Regions from separate parts of the Hordeum vulgare genome. Here region 2 is linked to region 1. The links are chromatin contacts, called in public Hi-C maps. All regions are on one chromosome and are shown on one strand. Each heading gives the region's core, a stretch centred on a gene start, on an enhancer-like site or on the middle of the called end of the contact. The rest is flanking DNA. Distances are from core to core; before and after follow the strand shown. Region 1 holds the start of LOC123425700 (chlorophyll a-b binding protein of LHCII type III, chloroplastic). Region 2 has its middle 42 kb from the start of LOC123429856.

The links. A called contact is a pair of places that touch in the nucleus more often than the background predicts.
Region 2: a contact with region 1 is called in a Hi-C map of leaf, with 4 times the contacts expected there. The contact joins the enhancer-like site here to the promoter of LOC123425700 in region 1. A contact is called at or near these places in 2 of 6 Hi-C or Micro-C datasets (leaf and seedling).

Annotation. Positions count from the first base shown.
Region 1 is chr2H:167,407,352-167,409,889 of MorexV3_pseudomolecules_assembly, forward strand. It overlaps LOC123425700 (chlorophyll a-b binding protein of LHCII type III, chloroplastic), which reads right to left and starts at 1,279. Exons shown (of 2, transcript XM_045109412.1): 1 at 1,078-1,279; 2 at 180-975. The coding sequence starts at 1,212. The coding sequence ends at 304.
Region 2 is chr2H:167,576,036-167,578,573 of MorexV3_pseudomolecules_assembly, forward strand. No RefSeq gene overlaps it. Among protein-coding and RNA genes, the nearest start is that of LOC123429856, 42 kb to the left of the region's middle. Within about 2 kb of position 1,271, at least 3 of the 3 cell types and tissues checked have open chromatin away from gene starts, as enhancers often do. A contact at or near this core is called in leaf and seedling, where this site is marked.

The DNA.
Region 1 (2,538 bases), core at 29-2,528:
GAGGGATGCCTCCGAAGAGACACCTCTTCTTCACACCTCTTCCAGATATATATACTTGATAATCAATAGAAATCAGGATTAATGGTCCATTCACTTTCATTCAATCTTGTTTTACTTTGACAGTAACCATCAAGAATGAGCTAAGCACATTGCAACATATAAGCAACACACATCAGAAATTAAACCAAAAAATCCTCCAAATTTTCGAATTTCAGGGATCACATCGACCATTCGTTGCTATTGCACACACATGGGAATAATTTACATTTTACAATGGCAGGCCACCGTGGCGCGTCGGGCAGCCTAAGATCCAGGCGCAAATTTGGTGGCGAAAACCCATGCATTATTGGCGACAGGGTCGTCGAGGTGGTCGAACAGGTTCTCCAATGGGCCCTTGCCGGTGACGATAGCTTGCACGAAGAACCCGAACATAGAGAACATGGCAAGACGGCCATTCTTGATCTCCTTCACCTTAAGCTCCGCGAAGGTAACAGGGTCGTCGGCAAGGCCGAGCGGGTCGAAGTACTGGCCGCCGGGGTAGAGGTCGTTGCCCTCGCCGACACCATCGAGACCGTTGATGCGGAACCCTTCAACAAGACCCATGAGAAGGACCTGGAAGCCAAGCACGGCAAGGATGCTCTGCGCGTGGACAAGGTTGGGGTTCCCAAGGTAATCGAGACCACCCTCAGAGAAGATCTGCGAGCCGGCCTTGAACCAGACGGGCTCCTTGAACTCGACGCCCACCCACTTCTGGAGCACCTCGGGGAAGACGCACCCAAGAGCGCCGAGCATCGCCCACCGGCCGTGGATCACCTCTAGCGCCCTGTTCCTAGCGAACGCCTCCGGGTCGGCAGAAAGCCCGGCGGTGTCCCAGCCGTAGTCGCCGGGGAACTCGCCGTTAAGGTACGACGGCGTCTGCGCGGAGAAGGGGCCCAGGTACTTGACGCGGTCCGGGCCGTACCACAAGTCGTTGCCCTGCGAGCGCGCGCGCACACCAGACAATCGTTAGCTCTTAGCACGCACAGATGCTAGTAGAATTGCAGACAAGTTCCGTGGTGGTCAGTTCATGGCACGTACCATGGTGATTCTGCCGTTGGTCGCGGCGGCGATGTCGCGCAGGGGGCTGGCGCTGGCGGCGCGGCCCTGGCCGCTGAGGAACGGCGTCTTGGCGACAACGGCGCGGGAGGCGGCGGCCATGATCGTGGATGCCATGTCTGCTGCTCCGGGGTCCGTACGGTGGCCTAGCCGGCTGTTGCTGCTGGGTGCTTCTCAGTGAGTGGTGGGAATTCGAGAGGGGAGACGTGTAAGTATTTGTAGCACAAGTTTTTGTGAAGACGTGGGTGATGGAGGATTTCTGGATTTGGTTTGGGCCAATCAGGGAGCAGCATTGGATCGGTGGAGGCGTGGTGTTGCCACCTCGGATCGTCGGATGGGTTCCTATCCCGTGAGTTATCCATCTCTGCCGCCACGGCGTTTTCTCGGAGAGTCTACAGGGCAGAGCGTGAAAAGGACGTGGCTTCCCTGAAGCTTGGCTTAGCTCTGCTTTTTCTTCTCTTCTACGGAGTAGTAAGTATGTTTCTATTTTTCTGCTTTTGTTTATATTTACTTTCTTCTATTTTCTTTTCCATTTTTTTCGTGTAATATACAAAGTTCGTTATGTGTTTGTACACAAAAATGTTCATTGTGTATTCAAGGAAATGTACACCATTTATTAAGAAAATATTCAACAGATTTTGAAAAAAATGTTCATTGTGTATTTCAAAATTGTTCAACATATATCGTAAAGAATGTGTATTTAAATATTTTCCAGCATAGATCATAAAAATGTTCATTGTGTACTTTAAAATTATTCAGCGTATATCACAAAAATGTTCAATTTGTATTGAGTATATAAAAAAAATGTTCAATGTGTATTTAAATATTGTTCAGCATATATCATAAACATGTTTAGTGTGTATATCAATAAATATTTAGTGTATATACAAAAATTGTTCAATATATATTTAAAAATTGTTTATGTTTAAAATATCAAAATTTGTTCACTAATCGAAACATTATTTGTATTTTAGGAAAAAAATATTCACAATTTTTCAAGCAAATGCTTGAAAATTTCCAAACAATAAATCTGTTGCTCCATTTAGTACTTAAACTTTCACTCTCCCTAAAAGTCTCTTACACTCAGCAACTCAAGTGTCAAGGAACACCAGGTCATTAGTGTGTCGTTGTGAGCTCGATTCCTGGTAGGCCTTTTGGTTTGTGTGTGTGGGGGGGGGGGGGGGGGGGAGGGGGGGGGGGCTTTTGCTCTCTTTATAGCGCCATTGAATGGGTCGGCCCTTAGGAACGTCGCTGCATGAAAGCTCATGGACATTATATGTTATCTATAGATCTCTCAGAGTGAACATGATGGGTTTCGGGCAGCAGCGCACAGTGGACTGGACCACCAAACAGGCTAGGTGACATTTTTGCCTTGAATTTGCGTTTTCTTCCATGCTACGCAAAATTGTGTCTATCATAGCTGTGACATCTCCGGATTATGCT
Region 2 (2,538 bases), core at 21-2,520, 170 kb after region 1:
TCAATTCCAGGAAAAACTGTACTCTGGTATAATTGGATATACAGATGCTGGATATTTATCTGATCCCCATAATGCTAGATCGCAGACCGGCTTTGTGTTCCTACATGGTGGAACTGCTATATCATGGAAGTCTTCGAAACAGACCCTAGTTGCAACATCTACCAATCATTCTGAAATAATTGCTTTATATGAGGCATCGCGTGAATGCATGTGGCTTCGCAGAATGATAAACCACATACAACAGTCATGTGGAATTGGTTCTATCGAATCACCTACCATTATCTATGAAGATAATGCGGCTTGTGTTGCACAGATGCAAACATGATACATAAAGAGCAATATCACTAAGCATATTGCCCCTAAGTTGTTTTATCCCCATGAACTCCAGAAAAGTGGTGAAATCAACATCTTGCAAGTCAAGTCATGTGATAATCTTGCTGATCTTTTCACAAAGTCTCTACCAGCTTCAACATTCCAGAAATACCTTCATGGAATTGGTATGCGACGGCTCCAAGATTTGCAAGAGTCAGGGGGGGTATCTTCCTGAACTGTTCCTGTTCAAAGCCTCATATTACACTCTTTTTCCCTTTCTGAGTTTACTTTAGAGGTTCTCATCAAGGTTTTTAATGAGGTAATATCAACATAAGATCATATGTCATACTATCTGTTTTCCCCACCGGGGTTTTTAGGAAAGTATATACGACATATTTATTGCCCTCTTATTCTATGGATACATTTCATATAGAGTTGACGGAGGCAATAATCATTATATGCGGTATCATTTTCTTCTTATTTTCCCACAGGGTTTGAAGGAGTTTTAGCTGCATATACTACACCACTCCTTATATTTTTCCCACAGGGTTTTTGGAGGAGACAATTTCAAGATGATGAACACGCTCAAGGACAAGTATAGATTAGGGGGAGTGTTAGAATTTAATTAATTATGTAATTAATTAAGTAATCTCTACTTGTAACCGCACGTGGATCTCTCCCACGATGCGGAACCGACATATCCTTCCTGGAGCGTCGCCTCCAGGAACCGCCTTTCCCCTGACATATAAGTGTTCATCATTAAGGAATAATACAGACAGTTGATTCATTTTACATCTCTCTTGTTTAGATTACAACACGATCGAGCTAATTGAACAGTGATAATGCTTTACGTCCCACGTGGCAATTAAAAAAAAAACTGAGTCGTTATCCAATAGCATCCTCCCGATCTACGGCAGGTGGGGTCCTCCAACTAGCGAGGGGTCCCGCTCAACCCACCGTACGTGCGTGAGATTATCGCCTGCATTATGTGATGTGGTCCGCCCGATCTGCACTGCCGCGTCAACAGCAATCTCGACCGGCGCCAGCAACCGGAGGAGACCACTCCTCTGTTGCGGTTTTCGAGCGGACCGGCTTCGAGGACCCGACCCCGGCTTACTCGTCGCCGGCTGGCTAGCCGCGGGTCACGCCATCGGGGTGTATGGTTCGTGTGGCGTCATGTCCGCCGAGTTTGTCATGCACGCATGATTGATCGCCAGGCCACGCACGCAGGCGTCGTGCATGCTCGCCGGAGCGTTCGTTGCCCGTCGTCTTCGTTATCACGGAAGCGGGAGGAGCTCTGGGTCTGCTAGTCTCTGCCGAGACGATGACACATGATATGCTTACGGGGGTGGTGTGATGGTTCGTCGGTTTCGTGGTATAGCGCATTATTTTGGCCTGGAATCGTGCGTTTCGCTTATCCTCGACCTGGAGTCTGGAGAGCAGCGGGAGGGATGGACGGACGAGCTGCTTGCTTCTCTGCCGACGGGACGCTTTCCTGGAGAGCTAGCTCTTTTGTCTGCTTAACGTGTTGGCGTGTGTACGTTTCCCTTAACATAAAAAGTGATCATGTCTTGCTGCATCAACATACGTTTAGGGATGAGGTTATTTAGCCCGGCCGCTTGCGTCCCGCATCCTGCACTTGCTGGTTCCTCACTCCATGATGCTAATTTTTCCTCCACAAGACTGTCTCTCATGCAGTAACGTTAGCCTTTCCAACTACTCCCCCCGTTCCTAAATATAAGTCTTTTAAGATATTCGATTTGAATAGGAGTCTACATACAAAGCAAAATAAGTAAATCTATACTTTAAAATATATCTATATACATCCGTATGTAGTCTACTAGTAGAATTTCTAAAAAGACTTATATTTAGGAATGGAGGGAGTACTCGATTGTGATGCCACCGCTTTCTAATAAGGAAAAAGAATCAGAAAAGATTGTTGGCTTTTCGTCACAGCATCGATCACATCAAAATATCATAAACACATGCGATAAACATTTTTATCAAGGATCCTTGTTGTGTCTTTATTTTCCTCTTTATTGGTTTTCTCTTTTTCTCTTCATACAAACTTAAAACACTATGCATGTGTATATATGTACACAGCCATAGAAGCAAACACAACTAGAAACGACTCCGACACACTCTTTCTGTTCTAATCAAACTTATCAAAACTAATTAACCGGTAAGTTGTTTAATAAAAACTTGCTAACTAAAACTTTAATATGT